Regions from separate parts of the Mus musculus genome. Here region 1 is linked to region 2. The links are chromatin contacts, called in public Hi-C maps. All regions are on one chromosome and are shown on one strand. The core of a region is the stretch at or near the end of the contact, and the rest is flanking DNA. Distances in the headings are between cores, read along the strand shown.

Evidence for each region. Hi-C and Micro-C count contacts between places; a contact is called where the count stands out from the background.
Region 1: a Hi-C map of the G1E-ER4 cell line shows a contact between it and region 2, with 2.1 times the contacts expected there. The contact joins two enhancer-like sites. A contact is called at or near these places in 1 of 484 Hi-C or Micro-C datasets (the G1E-ER4 cell line), 3 of 115 datasets of contacts at active chromatin or transcription factors (CD8 T cells, embryonic stem cells and microglia) and 1 of 9 other capture datasets (embryonic stem cells).

Annotation. Positions count from the first base shown.
Region 1 is chr3:21,986,513-21,991,248 of GRCm38.p6, forward strand. No RefSeq gene overlaps it. Among named protein-coding and RNA genes, the nearest start is that of Gm31813, 25 kb to the left of the region's middle. Within about 2 kb of position 1,784, at least 152 of the 459 cell types and tissues checked have an H3K27ac peak or open chromatin away from gene starts, as enhancers often do. A contact at or near this core is called in the G1E-ER4 cell line, where this site is marked.
Region 2 is chr3:21,733,810-21,738,632 of GRCm38.p6, forward strand. No RefSeq gene overlaps it. Among named protein-coding and RNA genes, the nearest start is that of Gm31693, 33 kb to the left of the region's middle. Within about 2 kb of position 2,547, at least 12 of the 459 cell types and tissues checked have an H3K27ac peak or open chromatin away from gene starts, as enhancers often do. A contact at or near this core is called in the G1E-ER4 cell line, where this site is marked.

The DNA.
Region 1 (4,736 bases), core at 534-3,033, 250 kb after region 2:
TAGATCCCTTCAGCACAGGAATTAAAACTTAAAATATAACTTTAGCCCTCACAGTTGGAGTATATCATTTACCAAGCTGTAAAGGGCAATTAGGTTGTCTGATTTCACAAGACCAGGTTCACCGGATGGTGTCCAGCTTCCCCTGGTGAATGAGTGACCAGAACGAAAGCACTCTTCACCTCTGCTGAACTTGGATCCTTGAAGGTGGGGCTGACTAGAGTTACCAGGCTGTACAATGCTGTCTGGCCACATCTTGGAGCTGGGCACATTTCTCGTCCTCCCCTCAGGGAGGGGTTTATAGTACAGGCAGTTTTTTCAAAGAGGAACATTTCCTTAAACAGGACACCTTAGGCTTATCTGTTGTAGGAGAACAATTAACACAAGCTTTGTGAAGATCTGCAATTGAGAAAACACTGAGTTCCAAGCCAAGTCCAGTCACTTACACTGGCAGAGTCCATTCTCAGAGTCATCAGAGGTACGGGGTGTTCTCTAGGACTTGGTCCTGGTCCTGAGTTAGCACAGAGGCAAATAGTCCTTGCCTAAGAGTTGATGTTCCAGGAAAAAGTAGATGTGTGGTTGCCAGGATGACTATCTCCAACTCAGCTGGGTTTATTTTCGTCTGCCATTTTAAGAAGATGTTGGCTCAGGGGACAGACACATTCTGTACCAAGCCAACAGGTACCCTGCCAAAAATTCTGTGTCAAAAGCTGATGATGAGGGCTGAGGGATGTATGTCAGTTGGCAGAGTACTTGTCGAATGAGCACAAAGACCTAGGATCAATCCCCAGCACTGTGTAAAGGGATTGTGGTGGCACATATCTGCAAGGTCATCCTAAACTATATAGAAATATCAAAGGAAACCAGACAACTTGAGACCCTGATTTAAAACAAGGGAAAGGACTGAATAAAATAAATAGCCTCTGATATTTGGGCATTTAAATTTGTTGTTGTTGTATTTTTCCTGATTTCAGAACTCTTGCTGGAACAATCTCTACATTATGGTTGACTGTAGAAAGAGCTTCCAAGTTAGCGAGCTGAACCTCCTACAGATGAGGGTTAGAGGAGTAAGTATCTCCTCAGGAACTAATGCACGTGATTATGGGGCCTTACTAAATCTAAACTTCTCGGGTCAGCATCAGTCTTTAGTAAGACCTTCAGCTGACTAGACGGAACCCACCATGTCATAAAAAGTATTCTTGCTGCACAAAGAATCCATTGGTTTTCATGTTAATCTCACCCAAAGATGTTACAGAAACATCTAAAATAATGCTTGACTGAATATGCAGCCCCATAGCCCAGCCAAGTTGAGATGCAGAATGACTCACGCTGGTTTCTAAACACCTGCCAGTCTCCTACAGCCTCTGACACCATTAACCACAAAGGGGAGGGGGGGGGGAGGTTTTCTCTTTCCCTTACCCATCTCACTGTTAGTCTAGACTCACTACCAAAACCAGACATGAATATTGGGCTCTTACTGTGAAAGCAGAAGGTGCAGAGAAAGTTCCCTTCACACAGTTGATCAATAGCATTAGAAGTAACAAGAAATGAGAAAATTCACATGGTCCAAGTCGTCAGGCTCCTAACACACACAGCATGCTCTGCTCGGGGCCTTCCCTAGCCTACACACTTGCCTGGAAGGCAACAACTCCTTTTCAGTTCCTTGAGCTGTGGCTTTTCTTCCCCAAATCTTCTCTCATGTTCCTTTCCTCCAGGGAGGGTGGTTGTGACATCTGCACACAGAGACGCCGTGGGAGGCAACAGCTTCGTCCGTTGGAGTTTAAAGTCTAACGCAAACCCTGAGCCGTTATCTCACTATCCACTGTTACATAAGGAAACAGTCTTGACTGACACCCCTTTCTGTGGTCATGAGTTGTTTCCTCATTGCTCTTCCCTCAGCAGTCTCACCTTTAACCCAGGAAGTGAGGAGAACATGTTTCTGCCATGTGTATGTACCTTAGGCCTGAATAAAGCAGGGCTTTCATTATTTTAGATTGAACTAAAGAAGATTTAGCTACCTTGAAAAGCAACACTCACAAGGGGTTTCCACTAATAGCGATCCTCATCTCACTGTGAATGGGTATATAGTCATGCATGGTGTCTTGAGGACTCCTTTGATAGAATGATATAATCGACAGAACATGTAGACCCTGAGGCACTATGTGGAGCACACATCAGCAGGAGTACACACCTAGCTTGTTTCCAGTATTCAGTTTCTTACTCTCCCAGGCTGCACCTTCACTATGATGATAAGCACACTTCCCACCCACATGTGAAGGCCCTGATCCATGGCACCTGTGGAGACAGCCACAGACCATCACTCTTCTTCACAGCCCATAGCCGTGCCAGGAAGTCCGAGTTGAAATCTGTTCTCAAATGTTCTCATCCGTTCCATGGAATCATGTATTTCTGGTAAACATCTCTTCTTCTACTTAGACCAAGCCAGTGAGGGACTCAGCCAACACAGAAAGAAGAGCAGAAGGAGAATACAGACAACCCTCCCATTCTCAACGGTCAGCATTCAAGGCCCAGTGACATCTTGGCTCTTCCTGGATCTCATTTGTCAGTGCTTCCTGGAAGTCTATACAGTAAAACAAAGTGTGCATGTCTGCAGTGTCCGTCCAATAAATGCCATCTCTATATAGGTTGGTTAGTAATAGGTTTCTAACACCTGAGAAAACAGGAGGAGAGAGGGAGGCAAATCCTGGAAATTATATTATGAGGCATTCTTTGGTGCTTAGATTATGTGCAGAGAGTTAAATGAGATCATTAACATAAAATTTGTCATTTGTAAAGTGAAATTCATAGCTATGATTCTGTAGACATCTTTAACTAGGAGTAAAAATGATTCCTTAAAGACTAACAGATTTGTCATGCTTTATCATTTTCTTATTTTTATAAAAAATATTCCAAGACTGAGTCTCATATATTCCAAGTCTGGCCTCAAACTTACTGTGAGGCTCAAACTTACTGTGAGGCTGAGGATGGCATGGCCTTCTTACCTCTACCTTACAAGAGTTGGAATTACAGGCATACAACACCACTTCCTACAATGCTGGCACTGAAGCCAGGGTTGCACGCTATGCAGACAAACACTCAACCAACTAAGCTACATATCCATTCTCTTCACAATACATTATCTCTATCGCTGGTTCCCAAGGGTCTCAGATAATATAAATTAATCCTTAGATTCATGGGATCTTGAGTACAAAGCAACGTGTGCATGTGTGTTGTATACGTGTAAGAAAATGTCATGATCAAGCTTGTTAGTGCATGTTAATAAAGAAAATCAACACGTGCTACAGAAACAGACTAACAGCATTTAATGAACTGTTTATATGTCTCATGTATATTTAATGCCTGTCCTCACAGGTGTTTAGAATCAGCAAGACAAACTTCTAAAGGCAATTGTATCTACCTCATTAACTCAAATTAATTGTAGTATTATATTTCTTTGCTTTGAGGCTTGAATGAAATCAGCTCAGTCTAGCAACTGACTAAGTCACATTCCTTAGAGATTCTGATTGGCTGCTATTGATGCTGCAGGCATTTCTCAGAGGAAACTTACTTGTTGGATGGGTGTGCATGCAGGAAAAGCTAGATGGCCAAACTTAAGGAATCTTTAGCAGGAAATGTCTCCTATAGCTTGGTATGTTTATGTAATTTTGCTTGGTTTCACTGTCCAGCAATTATCATTTTATTTACTAGGGGAAAAGTCAGAGTATGGGGTTCGGGTGGTGAGGGAATAGTAACTTCAGGTCATTGGTCTAACATAGTACAGAAGGGTCCTTTTGTATACTCCCCTCAATACTAACTCTGAGGCATAAGTGCTAAAAAGAAAAAAAAAAGTTGCATGTAAAACTAGCCCATTGAAGAGGGGAGAGGGGTGGTTCAGGGTGTAAAGTTACTTATCACGAAAACCTGACAAGCTGAGCTTGAGTTCATTTGGTGCCCATGTAGAGGGGAGGAAATAAATGATTCCACAAAGTTGCCTTATGACTTGCACATACACACAAAATGAAAAAAAAACCCACATGTAATTTTTTAAAGGGCCAAGTTTACGTGGTTAACATTGAGACAAATAGATGCCGTTGTTTTTTACTAGAGGAATTCTCAGAGACTTGAACATTTCATGTTTTGTGACTCTCCACAAAGTCGTTAGCATGTAACCCAGGTTGATCCATTAAAGGCATTTGGTGAGCCCAGTAGACCGTAAAATATACTTTGAGAAATCTTGGCCCTAATAAAGTCTCAACTGGGAACTCCCCATTTCTTTTAGTTTGTTTGTTAGGGCTTTGGTTTTGGTTTTTTGAAACATGGTCTTCCTATGTAACCCCTTGCTTAGCTATAAATATCCCCCTGCCTCAGTCTCCTAAAGTGCCAGGATTACAGGCATGAGTCATCATCCTCCTCAACCTAACAGAGCTTCTTAATTCGCTTAAGAGGCCCACAAGTAGAATTTCACTGGAGCTGGTCTTGTCTCCTGGCAGGGCTCGTGAAATTAGAGTCACTTCATATGCACACTCGAAGACTTTGGTGTGCACTTAACATCTCTTTATTTCTATTATCAAAGTGTTATTTCTAGGACTGGGAATGGAAACCAGGTGCCGAGAGTACTCACAAAGAATTCATGAAGCCCTGGGTTCTATCCCTAACCCCTCACAAAACAGATACAGTGAGATAGCCCTGTAACTTAAAAACTCACTCGTTAGAGGTGGGTGGATCTGAAACAGAAGCTA
Region 2 (4,823 bases), core at 1,297-3,796:
GTGGCACACGCCTTTAATCCCAGCACTTGGGAGGCACAGTCAGGCGGATGTCTGAGTTCGAGGCCAGCCTGGTCTACAGAGTGAGTTCCAGAACAGCTAGGGCTGTACAGAGAAACCCTGTCTCAAAAAACCAAAACCAAAAAAGTATCCCATCTTTTAAAATACTTTTATCTCTTTGTTCTCCTCTACCTGACACAGAGGCAGGCCCAGCCCAGGTCTTCTCTCAGGGCATTTGAGAGAAATATGCTAGAATATGATTGAATTAAGGAGACCCATCTTGCTCTCAGAGTCAGCTCTAAACAAGGGCAAACAGCGCGTGACAGTTGACCAACATTATTTATCTTACACCAATCCCCATATCAGAAGAATATTTGCAAAAGGGACATTGGTATTTGGTAAATATCTTAGCCATGTTTAACTCTCATTTCTAAATCTCACAAACTTCTAAAGCCACACCTCTCTTTTTTACATTTGTGTGTGTGTGTGCATGTGTGTGTGTGCATGTGTACACTTGCTCAAATGCTTGTGTGGGGGAAAGTGTGCAGATATGTGTACATTAATGTGGAGTCCAGAGGTTGATGGTGAGTATCTTCCTCTTACCTTGAAGCTAGAGCTCACAAGTTCAATTCTACTGTCTGGCCAATAAACCCCAGGGGTCCTCCAATCTCTTCCTATCTAACACTGGAATTACAAGCACATACTACCACACACAACTTTCTACATAAAATCTGGGAATCCCAAGTTAGGTTCCCCTACTCCTACAATGGGCAATTTCCAACTGAGCCATTGCCCTTGACCTGAGTTGACACTATCATCTTATAAAATGCCTTGTAAAGTATCTGAAGAAAAACTTCACATAAGAAAAATGATGCCTCACACATCCAAAGAGGCATATCCACCCCTCTGGCAGTAGAGTTGGGGGCCTCTGGATGATGGATAGGACACTAGTTTTTCCTGCCTGTGTCATTACCAGCTAAACCACTCTAGGCTACAATGATAGTAAGTAACTAACAACAGAACATCATGCTTAAAGTTTGCATCTCAGCTTTTAAAATACAGATATTCTACAAGTGTAACCCTGATGACATCATGCATTCTCTGCTGATACAGATTTGTTCTATACAATTTGTTTTTACACATGTGCTGACTCATAGAAGACATGAATCTAAAAGCTTTGCAGCTGAAGTATTATCTACGAACTGTCCATTCACAGTATTCTGTATTTGAAAGCTACTACTTTGTTCATAAAATTAATAATACTTAAAATTATCAATAAGTACAATATTTTACTCTTGAAATAAACAGCATACATTTGTGTTTTAAGTGGACAGATAATTTCTTTTAAAATATCTTTCTTTTTTAAATTTTTTTTTTTGAGACTGAGTCTACTTATAACCTAACTCACCTCAAATTCACCACATGATGGAAAATAACATCAAATTCTTGTTCCTTCTTCAGCTCCCCACATGCTGGGGTAATATGGGCACTCTCACAGCCTCTTCAGAGGGTGTGTCTTGTTCTTCCTACTGCTTGTAGTATATGTCAGTGAGACATGATGCTATTGAGTGTGACTACTCAGACACTGGCCTTCTCACCTTTCAATAATATGACACAAGTGTTTATTTGATACTTCGGCCATAGCCAAAATCAACAATAGACAATGTGTCCAATCTCCATTCTGGTACTGAAGCAAATTTATTATGTTTCTCTATGAACCAAGTTGAAATAATCAGAATTGAATCACAGGTGACAAAACACATTCTACCCCTGTGGCAGTGCGGACACTCTGGAACATTGTGTGCCTTGTTCTTATGAGTGACCCGTCCAGCAGGTCAGTTATTTGAGGGTCTCGAGGGGACCTTCTCCTAAGAACCAAATGGGGGGATAGAGAGAGACAAGGACCAAGTGCAAGAACGACTCGGAAACATTCTGAGTGGCATCAAGATCCCACTGTATTAGCAAGGCTTAAGGTTTAAATGCACAAGCAAAAGGAGAAGTACTTCTCAGCAGGAGGAATGGGAAATCACCTCAGCAGGAGAGATGGGGCAGTGGAAAAAGAGGAAGTACTTCTCAGCAAGAGGGATGGGGTAGTGGAAAAAGAGGAAGTACTTCTCAGCAGGAGGGATGGGGCAGTGGAAAAAGAGGAAGTACTTCTCAGCAGGAGGGATGGGGCAGTGGATAAAGAGGAAGTACTTCTCAGCAGGAGGGATGGGGCAGCAGAAATTTTTCTTTTGGCAACTACACAGGGAAACAGGAACTTGGTGGTATCAGGGTACATCTTGAGGTCAGGACATCCGGTGCTGACTTTCTCTTAGTGGTGCGTAGGTGACCCGGTTTTGACCCCCTTTTCTTCTCGGGGGGGGGGGGAGGGGGAGAGGCCCAATTCAGAGATTAGGACAATTGTGTTGTCTTAATGGCTCCCAACATATGAGGAAAGAAAAAAATCATCTGTGCAGAGACAGGCCAGGAACTGGCCCTGCAACCATGTGTTCAGATTCTCAGTTCAAGCCCTCCTGGCACTGCCCCTTCCCTCTGCAGGTGTTGGAAGCTGCACATCAGAGATGGCTGCATCCAAATGTGCCTTTACTTTCTGCCAAGAGATCGTTTCTTGAGGGAATCCTTAAGAATCTGCTGAGAATATTCAGCAACGTAGTCCTGTCCTTAAGGCTGGCACTTTTCTGGGCCCCTTGAAACTTTTTAACAGTTGCTTTTAAAACCTATCTTCTTGCTGCCTAGTACCCTCCCAGGCCCTGCTTTGAAGACATTTTCCCCCATTAAATCCAGTTGAAGAAAAAAATCCTAAGTAAAGCTATTTTCTTCATGGTCCTGTCTACAGCTTGCCCCTGGGTCAGCTGCATGACACCAATGTCTCTAACTACAATTACTAGGTGAGGTATTTTCTCCTGAGGCAACACAGCTGTTTCTGTCTTTCAGGAGGTAAAATGTGAGTGTTAATCCATAATTATACAAGGAGGGAAAATGGCTACTTAGCATATGCACAGCTCAGAAAAAAATCCTAGTACCAATTAGTAATGATATGAATTTGAGTCTAAATAGCCAATTTGCCAGCATGAAAGTCCCCATCAGGAAAGTATTCCTTCTTTCCTTCTATAACAACCCTTCATGCTCAAATAATAGAGCACCTGAGAGGTAGGGCCTTCCCATTAATGTCTATAACTGTGGCCATGTAGACCTCTCACCTGATTAAAGGGATACAGAATTATTCCACTGGCTACATAATATAACAATCACTGCAGCATAGGGCCAGCTGGAACAGCCATACAGTGAAGACAGCACTCAGGAAAATGGTTGACAAGCCATTGAGTAGCTGAGACTTCTGAGTATTATTTCCTCATTGTCCAATAGAAATAGCCCCCAGATGTAAGTGAATGGGAACAGGATGTGAGTATTCTCTTTAAACCCTGACGATGTGAATAGAATCTGATGTGATGTCTCGTATTAAATGATGTTTCTAGAAAAAAGGAAACCAAAACAAAATAAACAACTTCTCCCTCCCAAAAAAGCAAAACCATCCTCCCATACGTACAATAAACATCACACAGGCTGACTATCAGAACTTCAATGATTGTGAAGAGTTTAAATGTTTTAATGCCAAATTAATCCTGGGCTATCTTAACACCCTAAAAGTTATTTATTACCTAACTCTACATGTGACTGAACAGTTCTGTGGCTTTTTAGATAAGACCCCCAGCTCCCATCAACCCAAAAGTTAAAACTGTGATAGGCTGGAATCCAGAACCTGTAGCCCTCATTTTACTGTAACCCACCTACCTGATATTTCCCCTAATACATCTGAAAATGATTTATTATTTGCTTTGTTCTGGTACAATATATGCTTTGTGAAACTTTTACCGTGTTGGAATGTAGTTGGAAACTCAATCTGAGTTGCCAAGCCACACAGACTCATATTTATCTACAGAATAAACTCTCTCTCATTCTCTTTGAAGTGCGAGCTGGGTTTCTAGTGGTGACACCTGTCTGCTGTCAAGGTGTGTGGGGTGGGAGTCGGAGTATATAAGCAGACCTTGTATCATGTCTTACTCCATGCTTCAAAGTGTTCCTCCTTCTCTGACCTTTGGCATTGGAAAGGGACTTTCCTAAGGAACACCTGTAATTGCAGAAAGATTTCAGAGGCAGAACATATATCTTGCTTCTTAGATCAAGGCTGTCTTATAAACAATGACTCAAGACTCAGGTTTAAAGCCAATTGGCCCCTATCTTGTATTTGGAGTTAATAAACTGATGGAATTCTGCACAGCAAAGAGGGTTTCTTCTTTTGTTCCTATGAGTATAAGATTCATATTTACATTTTAATTTTTTATTCTGTCTTAGTTAGGGTTTTACTGTTGTGAACAGACACCATGACCAAAGCAAGTCTTATAGAAGAACATTTAGTTGGGGTTGGCTTACTGAAGGTTCAGACTTTAGTCCATTATCAACAAGGTGGGAACATGGAAGCATCAAGGCAGGCATGGTTCAGGAGGAGCTGATAGTTCTACATCTTGATCTGAAGGCTGTTAGTAGAATACTTAGTTTCAGGCATCACAGTGCCACGCCCACTCCAAAAAGGCTACACCTACACCAACAGGGCTACCCCTTCTAATAGTACCACTCCCTGGACTGAGCATATACAAACCATCACATATTCTTTTTAATAAATGCATGGCAACGTATAGTAGAGATATAGACAATCAAGGATGCTTTCAGACATATGCCAGAATTTAAAGAATGAGTGCAAAATATTGACACAAGACAAACGACATACATACATACATAGAGTAAAGATAGTTTGGAAACACTAA